Regions from separate parts of the Mus musculus genome. Here all the other regions are linked to region 1. The links are chromatin contacts, called in public promoter capture Hi-C maps. All regions are on one chromosome and are shown on one strand. Each heading gives the region's core, a stretch centred on a gene start, on an enhancer-like site or on the middle of the called end of the contact. The rest is flanking DNA. Distances are from core to core; before and after follow the strand shown. Region 1 holds the start of Sgf29 (SAGA complex associated factor 29). Region 2 holds the start of B130055M24Rik (a long non-coding RNA gene). Region 3 holds the start of E430018J23Rik (RIKEN cDNA E430018J23 gene). Region 4 holds the start of Zfp771 (zinc finger protein 771). Region 5 holds the start of Rnf40 (ring finger protein 40). Region 6 holds the start of Dctpp1 (dCTP pyrophosphatase 1).

Region 1 (3,174 bases), core at 662-3,161:
TTGTGGGGCTGTGACAGCCAACCCCAACCTCATGGTACTGTGTACCTGCTCTATCTACCCCAGTCAATTAGTGACACTTTCCCAGAGCGTTCAGACCTGTGTAATAATTTACACATAACTCCCCTGTGATGGCCAGAGAGATTTATGGTACCAGGCAGTCAACCCTTCAGGGCCTTCTTATCTTTGCCCTGCAGGCAAGATAAGAATAAGATAATTGTGTTCCTGCTTTCTGCGTTTGTAAACTTGCTTATCTGTGGGACTGGGATGAAGAAGTGTTTTATTACTATACAATGGGAAAGAGAAACAACATGGGGAGAAAAACAATGACCTGGCCCAGCTATGGATTCTATAGATAATTAATTGTAAGAGTCACCGTTGCTATCTACCTTTATAACCCTTCCTTCCTTTAACTTTTTTAAAGACTTATTTATTTCGCTGTCACTGTCTTCATGCACACCAGAAGAGGGCATCAGATCCCATTACAGATGGTTGTGAGTCACCATGTGGTTGCTGGGAATTGAACTTAGGACCTCTGGAAGAGCAGTCAGTGCTCTTAACTGCTGAGCCATCTCTCCAGCCCCCTTCCTTCCTTTGGATCCCTCCACACCACATGGCATGCTGTTTGGCTTTAAGGCTGACATCCTTCTGCCTATTACTGCCTACTGCCTAGCAGTAATAAATAAAAGAAATCCATTTCATCTAAATTTGAATTGAGCCTAAGATTTGGTCTTTCCCTGTGGATTCTAACACCACAACATTATACTGATCTACAAGATGTAAATTTGAGGGCCAGTGAGATAGCTCAGCAGATTCAAGTGCTTGTGCCAAGCCTGATACCCCGAGTTCCATCCTAGAAGCCTACATGATGGAAGGAGAGAACTCCTGAAAGCTGTCAATTGACCTCCACAAAAGTGCCATGGAATGAACATGCCTGCCTTCACACACACCAAATATTTTTACAAGATAGAAACGAGAGCACCAAAATAAATTTTATTTTTATTTAAAGTGTGAAATAGACAATGTCCAAGGAGGGAACAGAAAGAAAGGCAAGATGAAGAAGGGTTTATGTATTTTGATGGTACAACCGTTAAAGATGAAGCAATGGAAGCAGGAGTTCTTTAGAGGAGAACCGAGGCAATGAAAGAGGATGCTACCAATCCTGTATCACTGAACTTCGGAATCCAGAAGTCAAGGTGGCTTTGTTAGAGCTGTTTCTGTGAAACAGCATGAGTCAAAGCCTCCCTAGAGAAAGCTGAACATTGACAGGTAGGGGAAGGTGCTGATGAGTAGACGCAGACGTCCTAGGATACATGTGTCAGCCAACACAAGAGTGAGCTGGAGAGTGGATGAAGTTACTGTTGTGAAAATGGACACCTTTAGAGCATGTGCAGTCTGTAATCTCAGCACTCGGGATTGGGGGAGGAGGACTGCGATCTCACGGCCAGGTTGGGCTACCAAAAACTAAGCTTTTGAGAAAGTAGTAAAATGTGCTGATGTCTGGGACTCACATCAGCTGCCGGCATCTAGACTAGCCAGCTCCAGCCGCTTCCCACCTCTTCAGAGAGGTAGGGCGCACGCGCAAGCCCCAGGGCGCCGGCTCCCACAGCCCCGCCCCCTTCCCGTCCAGGGCGCGTGCGCGTCTCCTCAGACGCCGCCTCGGCGAGCCGGGCGCCGGGCAGGAACGCTGGCCTTTCGTTCCCGCGCTGCTTGGAGGTACCTTGCCATGGCCCCGTCCCACCTACCGAGCACAGGAAGAAACAGCACGTCGCGCTGGTAACTGCGATGGCGGGAACAGGCGAATCCCTGGAACGTTTCCTCACAGGGTAGTCTCGCACTTGCGTTCGAAGGTTCGCGGCGCGTCAAGAACCACACACGCTGTTTCTCTTATGAGCGCGGTCGAGCGCGGAGGACTCCTCTGCGCATGCCGGGTACTTCTCTGTGACGTGCTGCATTGCACTCTGGGAAACGTAGTTCTTACTTCGACACCTGTGCTTTGATGTACTTAATCATGATTTAATAGATCAGAGTCAAAGGAACAGAAAAGCATGCGTGAAGCCTCGCTTCGCATGTGAAAGGTGATGGGAGCGGATCCTCTGCACCAGAAGAAAACAACAACAAAACCACATCAGATTGTTGGGGATGAGGAGGGAGGGCCCCAGGACGCAGATGAGAACTCTGTACTTTAAGCTGAAATTTGCCGTGAATTTAAAATGTATCTGAAAATATTTTTAAATTCCAAATAAGCAGTTTTAGGTTTAGTACTTGTATTTTACAGAATCTTCCCAGCAAATAAAAGATTTGGACATGCAAACATTTAGCTACATCTTTGGATACCTACCCTGTGGATGCCTGCCCAGTTAGTGCAGTGGTAGGACACTTGCTTAGCATGGTCCCGGGCTCAGTCCCTAGGGACTGCTCCCACCCTAACTATCCTAATATTTCGTACATAACACCTAAAAAAATCAATATGGTTTGGTGGTTAAGAGCAAGTACTGCTCAATCGTGAAGACCAGAATTAGAATGCCAGCACTTGGGTCAGCTGGCTCAGACTGCCTGTAACTCCAGCTCCAAGGGATCTAATGCCCTCTTTTGGCCTCTGAGGGCACTGCACAGGTGCACATACACATATACATACGCCTGGACATAGAATAAAAATATTTTTGAAAATCTTTTAAAGTTTATAATTACATATTGTTATTCTCTGATAGAATTACAAATGCTATAAGGTCAAGATCATTAGACATTCCCAGTACATAGCACTGTGCCTGGCATACAACAAGCTATCAGATATTTTTCTATTAGGAAACCTTACATTTTAACACTGAAACTATTTTAGCCCCTAGACTAGCAAAGAAATTAATGTATATATATATATATATATATATATATATATATATATATATATATATATATATATGTGTGTGTGTGTGTGTGTGTGTGTGTATACATATATATATATATGTGTGTGTGTGTGTGTGTGTGTGTGTGTGTATGTATATGAATGAGTCTGGGGAGATGCCGAGCAATCAAAAACATGTACTGCTTTTGCAAAGAGCCCGTGTTCAGTTCCCAGTGCCTACAGTAGTGGCTTATAACGATCTGCAATTCCAGCCCCAAGGGTACTGATGTGCTGTCCTCTGGCACCTGCACTCACGTGCACATACCCACACGGAG
Region 2 (3,314 bases), core at 284-2,783, 800 kb before region 1:
GGCCCCATGCATGCTAGGCAAATGCCTGCCACTGGGCTATACACTCTTCATTTAAAAACAGGGTCTATGTTGCCCATGCACTCCTGACACACGTTGACACAGCTGCACTATTTCGGAAAGCAACGGTACAGGGGTGATTTCCCTGCTTCATTATAAATGAAAGGATCAACTAGCCATCTGTCTTTTGTTCCCCCTGGTAGCCTAAATGTGCATTCCACTGTACAAAGAAAGGGTAAGCCCAAAGCTATTGGTCTCACCTCTAAACAAGCGAACTTCCTTGGTACTCAGGTAGGCCATTCACTTCTATAGACTACTTAGGAGCTGCCCAAGGTACAAGACCAGTCAACTTACCATTCTAGTCATTCAATTTTACCAGACGCGCCTTTTGTGCACCAGATCCTTACCACCGCTCCCTTCTCATCTAGTACTTTTCAGAATTCCTGGCTGTGACACCTTTATGATCGTAGGATGTAGCTGTTCAAAAATCCATGTTGTCACTGTGTGACTTTCCCTTTGGAAGACCTGTAGAAACGTCTTCTCCAAGTAGGGCAAACAAGCGTTGGAGAACACAAGAAAAGCCTCCCATTCATAAGACTTCTCACAACCGGCTTAGAGACACAGGATCCACCTTCTTGCCCTTAAGAATCCGTTGGCTTCATTCAAATGGGCCGCCTTCATTGATGACCAATCAGAACGCCCGATCTTCAGCTACCAACCAATAAACGAATGCAATAGATAGGAGGAAAGTAGGCAAGAAGCCATCTCGCAGCGCCATTACACTTTAGGGCAAGGAGGTTAAGAAGTCGGCATGGCGTTCGGGTCAATAAAATCGATAGCTGGAACCTGCCTGTGTTCTAGGCAGCGGTGGTGCAGGAGCAGCGCCGCCATCTTCCCCGAAGGCATCTTCCGGTGCCTCTCACCCAAGTTCCAGCGGGAGTTCCCTGAATAACGGTCTGTGTCGGGCCGCCCGGCCCCTCAGGCAGCCGATTCAGATTTCCTCCGGGCCTTCCCGACGGAGCTTCTAGGTCTCCGGGTCCCCGTGGCAAGGCCGGGGAGCAGGTCCGATGGCGCCACCTTCGGCTCCGCTTCTCCTGCGGGCAGTCGGAGAGGCTGGACCTACTCGGAAAAGGGGCAGGAGGCCAAGGGCCTTGAAGTTCGTGGACGTGGCCGTGTACTTCTCCTCGGAGGAGTGGGGGTGTCTGCAGCCCGCTCAGAGGACTCTGTACCGGGATGTGATGCGCGAGACCTACGGCCTCCTGGGCGCGCTCGGTGAGGCCCGGCCCAATCTGCTTACGCGGGGCCTAAGGGATGATGGAGCTTGAGGGCGGGGTAGAGTGGGGGCAGGGAGCCTAGGGTCCTGACCTGCGATCGGCTTGTTAGGGGTTGGCGTTTATTTTTTAGCATCCTTTCTTCGGGCCAGCTCTCTGACTGGTTCTCCTTCCCCAGGATGCGCAGGTCCCAAACCAGCTCTCATCTCCTGGTTGGAACGAAATACCGATGACTGGGAACCAGCAGCCCTAGATCCGCAGGAGTACCGGAGATGGGTAACATTCCAGAGAAGTGAGTGAAAAATACCCACGAAAACCATACTGCCTTCCTGAGTAATGCCCTAAACTGTCGACCCAATCTAAATTTGTCGTCTGATGAGAGTTAACCAGGTTGCTTGTACTGTGGGCATACGAACTACAAACGGTACTTCATTGACATAAGTGAATTACTGAGCTTTGAAAAAGATAACTACTGCTTTCCAGGATCCGGGACTTAGCTTCCATTGAACTTCTCCAATTCCCATCGGTCCTGGGAAGACTAGAAAGAGTCCTTAACCACTGAGACATCTCTCTCTAGCCCCTGGTTCACTCTTGACTTTAAAAAAGAAAAAGCCCCATTGATTGGAATGTTCATCTAGGCTTGTGAACTACTGGATGAAATACAGTCCAAGGTTTTTTTGTTTTTTTTTTTTACAACTCTCTCAAAGTGCTCCTAGACCAACAGCTGCATATTTGGGAGTTGTCTTGGTCAGAGGTTTCTATGCTGTGATAAACACCATGAACAAAAGTGGCTTGGGGAGAAGAGGGTTTATTTCATTGATATTTTCATGTAAACATCCATCATCAAAGCAGGGCAGGGCAGGAACATCAAGGCAGGAACTGAAGCAGAAAGCCACAAGGAAGGCTGCCTCCTGCTTGCTCTCCTACTTTCTTACACACTCAGGAACATCTGCCTAGGGATAGCACCACCCACAGTGGGCTGGGCCCTCCCATGTCAACCTTAATCAATCACTAATTAAGAAAATGTACCACGCTGGGCATGGTGGCACACACCTTTAATCCCAGCACTCAGGAGGCAGAGGCAGGTGGATTTCTGAGTTCAAGGCCAGCCTGGTCTACAAAGTGAGTTCCAGGACAGCCAGGGCTATACAGAGAAACCCTGTCTCGAAAAACCAAAAAAAAAAAGAAAAGGATGTACCACAGGCCAATCTGGTGAGGACATTTTTCTCCGTTGAGGTTCCCTCTTCCCAAATCACTCTAGCTTGGATCAGGTTGGCATAAAACAAGTCAGCACAATTGACCCCTTGTTAGCATGACACACAAACCCATCCCTTTTAACCATAACCTTTGTTTTTTGTTCATTCCAAGATCTCAATTCAAACACTCAATTCAGACTCTCCTTAAAATACCTAGTCTCTTTCAAAGTTTCTCTATCATATCCAAAACCTCTCTAAAATTAACTATGGGTTCCTATTAAAAAAAAGTTACATACTTGTTTATTCCAAGAAGTAATAACCAGTGCACAGTTACAGTAAAATCAAACCCAAAGTCTACGTGTGACGCTCAGTGCCAGCCTTCTGAGACTCTGCTCCTCTAGGCTCCAGAGGGCTTGGCAGTGGCACTCGTCTGACATCCACTGCACACACAGCCAGCTCACAAAGCTCTAAAGCTGCTGTGAGTGGTCATCTGTGCCAATGCTCTCTCCAAAACACCGGAGTTCTGGGTACACCGGGAGCCTTTCTTGGGATCTCTTTAGAGACACTGAGCCTGCCACGTGGTGCCAGGCCTTAATTTATCTCCATGACCCCCCTTCAGTCCTGAGGTTTGTACTTTAACTGAGGCTGTGAGTTTACCAATGGTCTGGGCTTTCCAGTCACAGTGCCAAGCCTCATTGCTCTCCATGACCCTTTATGCCTTCAAAACTAGAACATCTGGGGACACTTACACATAGTCAACTTCAGCTGCCAACAGGAGCCTTGGCCCCTTCATGGACCACAGCTGCTGTGTGCTGATCCTGTGGAGGTACTCCCAGATTTATCATCCTTG
Region 3 (3,119 bases), core at 92-2,591, 740 kb before region 1:
ATCCGCCTGCCTCTGCCTCCCAAGTGCTGGGATTAAAGGCGTGTGCCACCACTGCCCAGCCAAGATTCCTTTCATAGGTAGGTATTTTATATTAAAATAGCAATGAACCAGACTGAAAACCTGGATGTATATGACCGTGAGTAGGGCCTCATTCCTCTCTTGGATATTTCATGGGAATCTCACAATCTTCCCAGAAACTTTAATTCCTTCCTGGAAGTGAAGGGGAAAAAAAATCCAGATGGGCAGATGTAGAGTTTTAGAAGATTAGGTCGTGAATGTTCCGAGTGTCCTGGCTGATCAAAGACCAGCTCTATGATCTCAGACATGTGTCAAGGACAGTATTTCTCAACTACTTTGAGATGTGTAGACCAAGCTGGTGGAAACAACCTCTGAGACTGCTATACTTTCTAGCTTATTAATATTCTTCCTGCCACAGGCTTTCTGGGGCTCCACAATACACTGACCAGAAGAAAAACACCAAACACCTGTTAATTCCTGAGTCCAGCCATTGCTGGACCTCCATCTTGCTGACAGGGTTCAGGATCCCAGGCTGGAACTAACAACTATCCTGTGACTTTAGGTGTTTCATGTTTGTTATCCAGTAAAGGCTGTAAAGAGGGATGTTGCTGTTATTTGCTGTCTAAACTAAGGCACACAAGTCATAAATGTGCAGATTGCCCACTCCATTGTTCCCTTATCATTCTAAATTCCAGACCAGTCCAGGATGCGACCTGGCTGCAAAAGCTAAATCAAGGAACCTGAAACAAAGTGACGCTGATGAGGTCCAGTCACCAAAGTTAACTTCCTTGCTTAACCCATTGTGTGAAAGACTGACTAACGCAACAGTGCACCCAAGTCCCCCTTGCTTTGTGTTTTCATCCTATGAAAACGTTATATAAGCTCTGTTCCGGGATGCTGTTCAGCTCCCAAATTGGCCACTACATACGCGTGCACAGAAATAAAGCTTTCATTTTTAAACTTCTATCTCTGAAATGAGTTTTCTCAGATTCTACCCCAACCCAAAATTCACAGACTGCTTCCACCTAGCTTAACTTGAGAGTGGTGTGAACACACAGAATCTGTACCATTCCTCAACTGCACGATACTCGCGGTCCTGGAGTCCCCGCCCACATAGGCACGTCCACTTCAGTCTTGGTCTTAGATTGGCACTTGTAGACACTTTGGCCATTTTGGATGAGGGCTAGAAAACAATGACCCAGGAAATCCGGTGACGTAACCTTGGGCGGGACCCCAGGGATCAAGGTTCTTGTTACTCCCCGCCCCGCCCCGCCCCGCCCCGCCCCCACACGTTTATGCACAAATACTGCTACCATTTCTATGAGTTCATCACCACGTCTTGCATCTGTACCTGCTTCTAGGAATCTTCAATTTTCACCTACATTAGGGTGCTCACGGACCTGATATATGTCCTTTCTCAGCCCTGGTACCCCACCGCGGCAACCTAGGATCTGGCAGGCGATCCAGGGGACGCCAGGCAGATCACGGAACAGTGCGGGGAGTCCCCATGGCGCCGCGGATGGCCCCGGAAAGGGCCTCCGCTTGGCCTGCATTCCTTAAGCCTGGGACTGTGAGCTTCGCGGACGTGGCCGTGTACTTCTCCCCGGAGGAGTGGAGGTGTCTGCGGCCGGCGCAGAGAACCCTGTACCGAGAGGTGATGCGCGAGACCTATGGTCTCCTGGCCTCTCTGGGTGAGAACCTTCCTGGCCGCCTGGGTTCGCGTAGCCCTTGACACTGTGGGTCATGCGGTGGATCGGAGTTCCCTGGGTACGGGTGGTCGTAACAAGTGGGTCGACCTGACTCGTGGGGTTTGCTATCTTTCCCTCCAGAAGTCGGGGGCGACAAACCAGCGCTCATCTGCTGGGTGGAGGAAGAGTCCGAAGTGTGGGGACCCGGTGCCCAGGAGCCAGAGGTGGCCATGTGCAGGACAGAAGTCCACTCAGGTGAAGGACTGGGTACTTGCCTGGGGAAACTTCTGTGTTGCCAGCCTGTGTGGTGTCTTCTAGTGACTGCACTTACTGCCTGGCAGTTTCTTCCCTGTTTTTCTGTTTCTTGGCCAAAGCCATGATGGCTGGCCCCTGGATTCATCTGAAAAGGGTTCTGTCCAGTGCTCTCACCTCATATCTACAGGGTCACTAGGCTGTATAGGTTGTAGCCCCTCGTTCCCACTCCTCTGCTGCCATCTCTGTGACTGCGTTCTGGAGTCTCCTTCAGTTCTTGCTGTCCACCTCTGACAAGTGCTTAGCTCACTGCACTTGGGAATGGGGACCACACAGACACCTTTCTTTATGCTGCATCTGGACATCTGTGCACCACGCATGCTCAGATGCTGTGGCCTCTCCCCTCCTGTGCCCTGTTTCCATGTGGGGCTGTGGGAATCGAGGGGCAGTAGAGTCAGAGTCTGAGCTTTGTCATGGTCTCCCAGCAGATTGCAGGCACGAGAAGGAAGGGAAGAGACCAAGGGAAGAGACCAAGGCAACCAAGAAGATACTTTCTCCAGAAGCTGGGCCTATGGAGCCACGCCCCTCCTTTGCTTCCCCTTCTTGCAACTTGGAGCTGCTTTTCAAGAACTCTCAGCAGGGGCACCCCACTGTTGCGGTGCACAACCCTATCCTAAAAGCAGACCAGCGTCATGGGTGCCATGTGTGTGGGAAGAGTTTTGCCCACCAGTCCAAACTGGTGGAGCACCTGTACACTCACACAGGTGAAAAGCCATTTCAGTGCCCAGACTGCGACAAGTATTTCGGCCGGGCTTCTTCCCTGAGCATGCATCGAGCCATACACCGAGGGGAACGGCCGCATCAGTGTCCTGACTGTGGGAAGAGTTTTACCCAGCGGTCCACATTGGTGGCGCACATGTACACTCACACAGGCGAAAAGCCGTTCCATTGCCCTGACTGCAACAAATCTTTCAGCCGGCCTTCTTCCCTGAGCTCTCACCGGGCCATACACAGAGGGGAACGGCCTCATTGTTGCTCTGACTGTGGCCGAGCTTTCACGCATCGCTCTGGCCTCATTGCCCATCTCCGTGTCCACACTGGGGAGAAGCCTTACTGTTGTGCTGATTGTGGACGCTGCTTCAGCCAGAGCTCTGGGCTCCG
Region 4 (3,186 bases), core at 271-2,770, 600 kb before region 1:
AAGTGTATGCGAGGTCTCAAAGTCAGGCTGAGTGAAGATGATAGCCAAGAAGGCTGGAAAGAACCGGACTTCACAGTTAGCAGTGGAAGAGGCCTAGAGAGCAGGTGTCCTTTCCCAGCAACTCATCAGGTCCGCTAGGGGAACGAGCATTTATCCCCAAGGCAGCCAGAGCCCTCCAGCTGAACTCAAGTCTACTGAGAAAGGGACAGCCCAGGGTCCCTGGCAGCTCTGGGAAGTAAAATAATTGGTGAATAGTTAGGGTCTCAAATGGCAGACTCTAACTCATTCTGATGTCCTAAAAACCTCCAGGAGAAAACCCAGATCCCCAGCATGCTCTGCCAACCAACCTGCCTGGAGCTGTGCTGGAGTATGAGGGAACTACTGTCCCATAGCTCCCTACAGACAGAGCCACTCTTCCAGTCTGGGGTAGTCACTTAGGTCGGTTGCCAACTGTCTTAGACTCAGTTCCTCACCTAGAAAATGGAGTCAGTACTAGCAACAAACCAGACTGGAGGTGCTTAGAATAGCATCTGGCACACCATAAACTATGCGAGAGGTAGCTGTTGTTACTGCGGCCTGGCCTCATCTTCCCTCACCTCTGGCCTTTGCTAACTCCTATATCTGGACTCAGGATACAGGATTGTGAGTTTACAGACATCAGGCTGCGTGGAGACTGAAGCCACTCAGCACGGTGCCTCAAGCAGCACCCAGCATGGCATCTGGCTCTCACAGTGGGCCAAACGTCTATCCAATGGGGCGTGGGGGGCAGTGAGCACAAGGATGGGCCAATTCTGAGTTTCTAGATCTGAGATCCAGGAAAAGGCGGGGGCAGGATTTTTGACTTCTGTCTGAGGGACGTTGAACCTGGCACAGGTTCGAGGGTGGGGGTGGGATCGGGACGGAACACGTACCTCCTTGTTGTCCACAGGGATCTTGAGTTTCACCACCTCATACTTCTCCTCACCCTCCTCCTCCTCACCCTTCACCAGCAGCACCATCTCCTCCTGCATCTCTTCCTCCTCCTCCTCCTCTGCCTGCTGTTCGCCAGGCATCTTGGTGTCCTGAGGCGGGGCGCTGGATCAGAGGCTCAGGACCCGCCCCCCACCCCCACCCCCACCCCCACTGTGGCCCCGGCCCAGACAAGGCGGTGCAGCCGTGGCTTCCCCCGCCCTGCCCAGGCTCCGAGTCCAGTCCTTTCCCATCCACCCTAACCCAACCCCACGCTCCGACACTGCCCAGGGCCCAGCTCAGAAGACACCCGTTCACCCCACTCATCCCGACATTCAGGGCCCTGAACAGTTCGAATCTCCAGCTCCCGCGAGTTGCCACCCTCCTCGCGCTGAGTCACTCCCCAGAGCCTGGGTCGGCGACCTGAGCGCTAAGGGATGAGCCGGAGGCCCGCTGGAGCTGAGGCCCCGGGGTGGAGTGCGCACTCACCAGCCCGAGGTTCGGTGCTCGTGCGGCCCCGGGCCTGGGCGAGGGGCGGTTGGGTGCTCTGCGAAGGCCGCGGCTCCGGAGGCGGGGGCGGGGCGGGGCCCCAGGGGCGGACATTCATTGGTTCGCCCGTCTGGCCCCGCCCCTAGGGGAGAGGCTGGAGGCCTGAGCTTCTGTCCCTAACCGCCCCGGGAGGGGTAGCCGGGACTCAGAGGTGTCCGCGGCCCGGAAACTCCTAACCAACAGACCATGCCTAGCCCGGCCTTCAAGGCCCTGCAGCCGAGTTCCAACCACCCTCAGCCGGGCTCCGCCGCTGCTGGATCTTGACGCCCCACCGAGATTGCTGTGCCCGCGTAGGCCACGTGCGCTCCCGGGGGTCTGGGCCTCTCGCTGGCGCCCCGCCTGGAGAGCGGGCCCTGTTGCCTCCTCTCTTCTTTCCCCTCCTTTTTCCTTCTTCGTTCTTTCTCGCGTCGCCTTCCCATCCCCTGATCTGCCAGACAGCTTACTGTTTGCCCGCATGCGGCCCAGATCCACCACCGCCCAATCTGTCGCTTTCATCTACCGAGTGTTGTTTCTGACTTGTCAGAGGCTCACTATGTAAACCTGGTTAGTTTAGAACCAGTGGCAAGCCCCCGACCCTCACCCCGAATCTGGAGAGTATAAGGCAGGAGTTGTCGTGCCTGGCTTGGGTACCTGTTCTTGAAAGTTTGCTGTTTTACACACTGGGTCACATTTGCTCAGCACAGAGGATTGCGATCTCACTTTACACGTGCACTTAAAGATAGTTCAGAGAGGACTGATTTACCTAAATTATACAGTAAAGAAGCATTTCTCACTACTGGTAGTGTGGGAAGAAATAGCCCAAGGTCAAATCCACTCTACAATACTACATACAGTACCATCTTGCCTATCTCTCTAGATATTTTTAACTGGGCATGGTGCCACTTAGCCCTGGGGAGGCAGAAGCAGGTGGACTTCTGTAAGTTGAAGGCCAGGCAGACCTGCATAGTGAAACTTTTTTTTTCTAATAAAAATAATAAAGGAGCCAGAGAGATGACTCAATGGTTAAGAGCACTGACTGCTCTTCCACAGGTTCAATTCCCAGCAACCACATGGTGACTCACAACCATCTGTAATGGGATCAGATGCCCTCTTCTGGTGTGTCTGAGAGAGCTACAGAGTACTCATACACATAAAATAAATACAATCTTTGTGGTTGTTGTTTTGGTTTTTTGTTTTGGTTTTTTTTTTTTTGGGGGGGGGGTTCGAGACAGGGTTTCTCTGGATAGCCCTGGCTGTCCTGGATCTCACTCTGTAGTCCAGGCTGGCTTGAACTCAGAAATTCACTTGCCTCTGCCTCCCAAGTGCTGGGATTAAAGGTGTGCGCCACCATGCCCAGCAAATACAATCTTTATTTTTTTTTTTTTTTTTTTTTTTTTGGTTTTTCGAGACAGGGTTTCTCTGTATAGCCCTGGCTGTCCTGGAGCTCACTTTGTAGACCAGGCTGGCCTCGAACTCAGAAATCCGCCTGCCTCTGCCTCCCGAGTGCTGGGATTAAAGGCGTGCGCCACCACGCCCGGCCAAATACAATCTTTAAAAAAAATAAATTAAAAAAGAAAAAGAGAAGGGTGGGAGACAAAATCAGAGAGGACAGTTGTGTCCCAAAGGCTTCTGATACCACCAATATCTAGTGACTCCCATGAGTATCAGTTCCAGATAGGACTGGAAACAGAAACTTGAAGTTCCATGTGA
Region 5 (3,151 bases), core at 121-2,620, 940 kb before region 1:
GCAGAGGCAGGCAAATTTCTGAGTTTGAAGCCAGCCTGGTCTACAAAGTGAGTTCCAGGACAGCAACTTCTGCTTCCCAAGTGCCGGGCATTTCGGTAGCCCCACATCAAAGTCACCTCCTCCTCAAAACCTTTCTGAGAACATAAGCTCCCCAGGGCCCTGGTCCTACCCCTCAGATCTGATGTCCCTGGGTCTGGTCGAGGGATCACATCACGGGTCAGGCCCTCTTGGCACCCAGGCACCTCTGTCCCTGAAGACAGTTCCCTCTGGTTCTCGTAGCACTGGAGGAGGGCTTCTACAGTTTCATCCAGCTGAAAGAAGAAAGAACAAGAGGTTAGGAATGCCTCAGGGCTTCTCCCAGTAGGACGCTCGCTCTTCAGGCATCCACCTGGGCCCAGTAGCGGTTGACGATGAGGAGTGTGGCATCATCAGTGGCCTGCCTCTTCTCCAATTTCTCAATTCTCTCCCGGAGCTCATCCTCGCAGGCTTGCCGCTGCTCCAACCGCTCCGCCAGCTTCTTGTTCTTGAACTGCAGTACCTTGGAATCCATCTCCTCCTACCAGAAGGGAAGAGGCAGAGTGTCGGGCAGGACCCTGAACCATCACTGACACACAATAGGACAAGGATTAGACTGAAAGGGGAGAGGTATATAGCAAGGCTCAGACACTTGCAAAGAGAATATGCTAGTCATGAGAGCTTCACATTCCGTTCCTGCCCCTACCTGTTTCCAACTCAGACACATCACACAGGACTTACGGGAACATATGTGCGCATAAGTAAAAGGCCAGAAGGGACTCCGTAAAGTTGTTCTCTGATCACATTCACGCCGTTGGCACACCCACCCTCACCACCCGGTTTGTGTATATACACACGAGCACACACAAGATTCCAAACACTTTGGGCGCAGGCCAAATGTGACTTTCGCAAAAGCCCACCAACCGTGGAAGAAATGCCGCCGAGACGAATGGGTTCGATTAGAGTGGTCGTGGTCTTCTCCTCGCGGTTCATCTTCTTCTCTGGGGGTCCTGAGCCCCCGTCGCCGGCGGCGCGCTTGTTGCTGAGGCCAGACATAGCGGCGGTGGCGGAGGGGCAACTCAGGGCTCTCCGGGGCTGGCAGGCGGGTGGAGGCGGCACTTCCGTCACCTGCAGAAAACAGAGAGCTGAGCTGTGGATGCGTCTGGAGCTCCGCAGTCCTGAGCGTCCCCCTGGACATATCTCCCGGACCCCGCCCCCGCCGGACGGGGGTCCGCACTTACCGTAGGGTCAGCCAAGCGCCACCATCTTGGATTTCACCGGACGTCACCGGCCGCCAGACGCACAGCGCAGGCGTCAGAGCCGCTCCGGATGTGGCGAAACTTATTTCCTGTTTCTATTGGTAGCTCTTGGTTCCTCCTCTCGAGTCTTTTAGTCCCACCCCTCCAACCCCGCGACGGACTGTATTTCTCTTAATGATTGGCCAGCAGGCGGTTCCCATAGTTACTGACCCCGCAGTTGCACTAGGAGATGGAGGGGTGGAGCCTTTGCTGCTGTTCGGGGTACTCGGTACACGACCCCTTGTAACTCCAGATCCAGAGGATCCGTCATCCTCTCCTGGCCTCCGCGGAGCCCTCCCGAACATCCTGTACATATGTGCGCACACGCACGCACAAACACAATCTTTTAAAGATTTAAATTAAATCTTTAAAAAGACCGACCCTCAAAAGCACCCTTACAAGCAACTTCTAAGAGGCACGTGCAACTCGTTACGCATGCGCTCTATCTTTTCAATGATTGGCGTGGGCTTGTACTTTCTACTTTCCTTAACAACGGTCACCGGGGAGACAAGTTGGGAAGACGCCCTCTGCGGATTGGCTGCCTCTCGCTTCACCGCCTCTGAAGAAACACTAGAAGGGGCAGGACCGGGCTTTGCAGTGGGAGAGCTGGCTGTCCCAGAGCCCAGGCTGGAGAGCCCTTGACTGAGGCTAAGAAGGACGAAGAGATGATTACCCCCAGTTCCAGCCAGAGCCTGGGAATGAAGGTGCAGATGGAGTCGGAACAATCTCCCAAATTGCAGGAGGAACTGGACAGGAGTCCCAGCTCGGTGGACGGCTCGGCCATAAGGAACGGAACAGACATGCAGACCGAGTCGCCCGCAGAAGCCACTAGTAGCCCTGTGGAAGTGGCTGAAGATCCTGGAGCCAACTTGTTCCCGGTGAGGGCGGGACAGAGTTGTCCTCTAGTGAATACTTAGGTTTCCCAAAAAAGGTGCCGCCAGTCATTACGTTTATCAACATTAGGGAATTTCCTGGAGTTGCTTTGATTGTAAATAGGCTGCTAAATAGTATTTCGAGCCCACCGAAGCCCGGTTTTACCTATTTTGCTATAGTTAAAATTATAGCACACTCAGACCTGCTAGAAATTCATGAGGTACTAGGGACTAGGGGATACATACTGTCGTATCTATTTGTCCCATAATCTGTCTTCTCTCCGCAGCCACCACTACCCCAGCCCCGGATCTGTATGTGGTGAGTGTGGAGAGCCCAGGGGAAAAGTTACACTTCTCATTTGTATTACTCCTGTAAGGTGTCCTCAACAGTCCTGTCCAGCCAGGGCTCTCCAGTTTTACAAAGATGAGACTGAGAAGTGCTCAAGGTAACGAGTCACCAGCGTGCCAGGTGCCTCAGTGTAAAGTGGCGGTGTGAGAAGGGAGGCAAAGGCAGGAATGTACACAGCTGCAATGATGGAGCACTGTGCACACCGATGCCAAGGCCCAGGGGACTTCATCAAGGTCACACAGAGCAAGACAAGGACTCAAAGTTGTTTTTTGGGGGGTTTTCAAGACATTGTTTCTCCTTGTAGCTTTGGCTATCCTGAAACTCACTCTGTAGACCAGGCTGGCCTCAAACTCAAGAGATCCGCCTGCCTCTGCCTCACAGTGCTGGGTACAGTGAGTGTACCACCACTACCTGGCACAACTCTTTTCTAATCAGTGGGTTTATAAATAAAAAAAAAATCTGCTAAATCTACAGACTGGATTCTAGACCATGATGTTCCCCGTTGACAGTGAAATGATTTGCTAAAGGTTCCTTAGCAAGTTCGCCAAGTCTCAGCTCCTGATCCCCACTGAAACTCTCCAAGTTGCAGCCCCATCGGGGAAGTTGTATGAACCACC
Region 6 (3,426 bases), core at 651-3,150, 610 kb before region 1:
CTTCCACTTTCTTTTTTTCTTTCATTTCTACAAGAATGCAAGCCCTTTCTAAAGCGGAGAACAGACAGAGTGACTATGACTGAGGTACAAAAACAAACAGCTGTACAGCTGGGTTACACACAAACAGCTGGCACCCGTCCATGCCTCATGTCTATAATTTCAGTGCTTAGAAGGCGATGCAGGGGGATTGGCATGAGTTTGACAGTACCCTAAGCTACGTAATGAGTTCCAGGGTTATAAGGTGATAGACTGCCTCAAAAACTCAAACCAACCGAACCAACAAAACAACCCCTCTTCTTGGGTAACTCCATTCCTGTCATGGTCAATGACTGACTCTGTGATTTTTCAGATTGAAAATTCTGAAGAGATTGGATAGCTCCATGGGCTGGGTACAGAACTTGCCTATCATGCTCAAGTCTCTGGGTTCCATCCTGGAACCTTTAAAAATGAAAAAGGGAAGCTGGACGGAGGTGGCTCATGCCTTTAATCCCAGCACTTGTGAGGCAGAGGCAGGTGGATTTCTGAGTTTGAGGCCAGCCTGGTCTACAGAGTGAGTTCCAGGACAGCCAGGGCTACACAGAGAAACCCTGTCTCGAAACAAACAAACAAACAAAAAATTGAGAAAGGGTGTGCAGTGCTGATAGCTGAGCAGTTGAAAACCTTTGTTACCTGCCTGGTGATGGTGGCACACACGTTAATCCTAGCACTCAGGAGACAGAGGCAGGTGGAGCTCTGTGAGTTTGAGGCCAGCCTGGTCTACAGAGTGAGTTCCAGGATAGCCAAGACTATACAGTGAAAGCCTATCACAAACAACTTTGCTCCTCTTATAGAGGGATCAGGGTTTGGTACTTCATAACCACTGATAACTCTAGTTCCAGGGGATTCTACATCTCTGACCTTTGCTAACAACTCATGTGCACACACCCAATGCACATACCTGGACACACGCATATACATAATTTTCTTTGTAATTCTTAAGGTTCTTAAGGAGAAAAAAAAATCTTACGGGTCTGGAAAGATGGCTCTAAGGATAAGACCACTTGTTGCTCTTGCAGAGAACCACAGTTCTAATCCTGGATCCGACATCTTCTTCTGGCTGTCCTGGGCACGGGCACACAAGGGGTCCAAAGACATACATGTAAATATGGAGAGAGAGAGAGAGAGGGAGAGAGAGAGATTGAGAGAGAGAGAGAGAGAGAGAATAAAAACAAGTCTTTTAAAAGAAAACAGGCTTCAAAACCTAGCCAGTGTAAACGAGCTTGGTGTCCTCTTGTGCATTGTGTAAGGCTGTGATAGTGACCCATGGGAAAGAGGTCATACCCTATCTACCTGCTACAAATGTCAGTGTCACGTAAACGCGAAGAGGAGGTATGCCTTCCTCTCCCTGTAGGATTGCTTGCAATCATTGGAATCCACTGGTGTAGGACGCTGAAATGGGTTACAAAGACTGGGTCCTCCCCCTCTCTGGAAGTATGCAGTTTTTCTCATCAATCTCTTTCAAATTGTGTGAAGGCCGTCCACGTGAAATGACCACGCACATGCTGGGTCCTTCACTTGTAGGGTTTTTGCTCTCAGTGGACCCGCCTCCTCCGCGCCTGCCATTTCACTTTGGCGCCATCTGGCGCCCATTAAGCAAGTCACGTCGCATTAGGCTTTCTGTTCTACTGTCTTTCCCAGATTGAATTTGTACCTGTCCCTTTAAGAAGTTTCGCCTGGGCGGAAGAACTCGAGGGCACAGAAGGAGAAAATACACTTGAAACTCCCTTCAGATTGGTTCAGGCCGGAGAAGGGGCGGGCCGTAGCTAAAATTCACGTATATGACTGGGTCCTCCTCCGGCTCCGCCCCGGGAACGCACTGAGAAGCCGTGATTGGTCAGAACTCTGGAGGCGGCTCCGAGCGCGGCGCGGGGTCCGCTCCCGCGCGGGTTGGACTAGTGGGCGGAATGTCCACGGCTGGTGACGGTGAGCGCGGTACTGTGGGACAAGAAGACTCTGCTGCTGCCCGCCCGTTCAGATTCAGTCCGGAGCCCACGCTTGAGGACATGTAAGCAGTCCTTGTCCGTCCTCGGATGGAGAAACTAACCTTTTTGTGGTAATGAGGAGGGTCCCTCCACGTGGTCCAGAAGAACAACACGTCCGAGGCCATCCGGGTCCTCCTGGCTGACCTCTGGAGAACCTAGCTAAATAAACATTATGTGCACAGTGCACACCTGAGGCCGGGGAAATTGGGTGACGCCCCCGGGCATGTTAAGTACCAACCTTTAATACAACCTTGGAGAGATAACAGAGGTCTGTTAGAACCTCTGCACCCCAGGAGAGATGGGTAGTTGGACAGGGGAAGCTGAAGTGTAGAATTCTTTTTTCTTGCAGAATGTCAAGGAAGGCCCCAGTGGGCAGTGTCTCAAAACTGCATCCTGTGAGTTAGTTAGACCTAGATGTGTGGAGATAGGGGCGTTAAGGTGGAGTACCGGAAGAAGTAGCAGTAGGAAAATGGAATAATAAAGGGTGTTGCTTAATTTGGCTTGAGGTTAAAATCTGTACAGGGGCACGTTCATTTCCAGATGATAAGAAAGTCTTAGCCGGGCAGTGGTGGCGAACACCTTTAGTCCCAGCATTTGGGAGGCAGAGGCAGGTGGATTTCTGAGTTTGAGGCCAGCCTGGTCTACAGAGTGAGTTCCAGAACAGCCAGGGCTACACAGAGAAACCCTGTCTTGAACACCACCCCCAACCCCAATGAAAGGCTTGTTAGGGCTGGAGAGATGGCTCAGTGGTTAAAGAGCACTGACTGCTCTTCCAGAGGTCCTGAGTTCATGAGTTCAGTTCCCAGCAACCACATACATGGTGGCTCACAACCATCTGTAATGGGATCTGATGCCCTCTTCTGGCGTGTCTGAGAAGAGTGTCAGTGTACTCACAAACATAAAATAGGTAAATAAATCTTTTTTAAAAAGTCTTGTTAAAAGTTAGTAACATAAGGACATCCAAGATGTTTGACTGTAGGATTCAGAGTCCCATGCCCTTTCTAGATGTATGCCAGGCACCTGCGTCTTGTCCTCTAACCCTGAGACTTGAACCTCCACCCCTTTACTTTATTCCAGCCGACGCCTCCATGCAGAGTTTGCAGCTGAGCGGGACTGGGAGCAGTTCCACCAGCCTCGGAACCTGCTGCTAGCCTTGGTGGGAGAAGTGGGCGAGCTGGCAGAACTCTTGTGAGTAGATGGAGTCTTCCTGGAAGAGGCTGTTTGGGGTTGGGGAAACAATGTATTTTAGCCTCAAAAACTGTGGTTGGTTTTATTTTCCTTACTGCTGTATTCTGTGCTGCTGCTAGGGATACAGAGATGACAGACGAGTCCCAGCCCTGGTGGGTGCTGGGGACAGTTTCCAGGGAGAGTGAAATGTAGAAACAGTGAGGCAGACCTAGGTCTA

What was found. Promoter capture Hi-C pulls out the DNA fragments that hold promoters and counts their contacts. Capture Hi-C pulls out chosen DNA fragments and counts their contacts.
Region 2: a contact with region 1 is called in a promoter capture Hi-C map of liver, with 3 times the contacts expected there. The contact joins the promoter of B130055M24Rik here to the promoter of Sgf29 in region 1. A contact is called at or near these places in 3 of 39 promoter capture datasets (liver and neutrophils) and 2 of 9 other capture datasets (adipose tissue and liver).
Region 3: a contact with region 1 is called in a promoter capture Hi-C map of pre-B cells, with 2.9 times the contacts expected there. The contact joins the promoter of E430018J23Rik here to the promoter of Sgf29 in region 1. A contact is called at or near these places in 2 of 39 promoter capture datasets (liver and pre-B cells), 1 of 115 datasets of contacts at active chromatin or transcription factors (pancreatic cancer cells) and 1 of 9 other capture datasets (macrophages).
Region 4: a contact with region 1 is called in a promoter capture Hi-C map of erythroid cells, with 4 times the contacts expected there. The contact joins the promoter of Zfp771 here to the promoter of Sgf29 in region 1. A contact is called at or near these places in 2 of 39 promoter capture datasets (erythroid cells and neutrophils) and 2 of 115 datasets of contacts at active chromatin or transcription factors (extraembryonic endoderm stem cells and large pre-B cells).
Region 5: a contact with region 1 is called in a promoter capture Hi-C map of liver, with 3 times the contacts expected there. The contact joins the promoter of Rnf40 here to the promoter of Sgf29 in region 1. A contact is called at or near these places in 4 of 39 promoter capture datasets (erythroid cells, liver, neutrophils and 1 more), 3 of 115 datasets of contacts at active chromatin or transcription factors (memory CD8 T cells, microglia and pancreatic cancer cells) and 2 of 9 other capture datasets (adipose tissue and liver).
Region 6: a contact with region 1 is called in a promoter capture Hi-C map of erythroid cells, with 2.7 times the contacts expected there. The contact joins the promoter of Dctpp1 here to the promoter of Sgf29 in region 1. A contact is called at or near these places in 5 of 39 promoter capture datasets (erythroid cells, liver, neutrophils and 1 more), 2 of 115 datasets of contacts at active chromatin or transcription factors (large pre-B cells and pancreatic cancer cells) and 1 of 9 other capture datasets (macrophages).

The regions. Positions count from the first base shown.
Region 1 is chr7:126,648,046-126,651,219 of GRCm38.p6, reverse strand. Sgf29 (SAGA complex associated factor 29) reads right to left here and starts at 1,911. Exons shown (of 10, transcript NM_029339.3): 1 at 1,743-1,911.
Region 2 is chr7:127,446,609-127,449,922 of GRCm38.p6, reverse strand. B130055M24Rik (a long non-coding RNA gene) reads right to left here and starts at 1,533. Exons shown (of 2, transcript XR_869949.3): 1 at 352-1,533. It overlaps Zfp689 (zinc finger protein 689), which reads left to right and starts at 765. Exons shown (of 3, transcript NM_175163.3): 1 at 765-1,269; 2 at 1,447-1,560. The coding sequence starts at 1,065.
Region 3 is chr7:127,391,843-127,394,961 of GRCm38.p6, reverse strand. It overlaps E430018J23Rik (RIKEN cDNA E430018J23 gene), which reads left to right and starts at 1,341. Exons shown (of 3, transcript NM_198011.2): 1 at 1,341-1,709; 2 at 1,848-1,961; 3 at 2,447-3,119. The coding sequence starts at 1,526. It also overlaps a transcript of Zfp764 not described here.
Region 4 is chr7:127,242,860-127,246,045 of GRCm38.p6, reverse strand. It overlaps Zfp771 (zinc finger protein 771), which reads right to left and starts at 1,520. Exons shown (of 3, transcript NM_177362.4): 1 at 1,438-1,520; 2 at 912-1,061. The coding sequence starts at 1,052.
Region 5 is chr7:127,586,917-127,590,067 of GRCm38.p6, reverse strand. It overlaps Rnf40 (ring finger protein 40), which reads right to left and starts at 1,370. Exons shown (of 20, transcript NM_172281.2): 1 at 1,257-1,370; 2 at 940-1,143; 3 at 389-556; 4 at 170-311. The coding sequence starts at 1,071. Ccdc189 (coiled-coil domain containing 189) reads left to right here and starts at 1,473. Exons shown (of 9, transcript NM_001033040.3): 1 at 1,473-2,191; 2 at 2,473-2,504. The coding sequence starts at 1,979.
Region 6 is chr7:127,259,141-127,262,566 of GRCm38.p6, reverse strand. Dctpp1 (dCTP pyrophosphatase 1) reads left to right here and starts at 1,900. Exons shown (of 3, transcript NM_023203.1): 1 at 1,900-2,044; 2 at 3,099-3,209. The coding sequence starts at 1,944.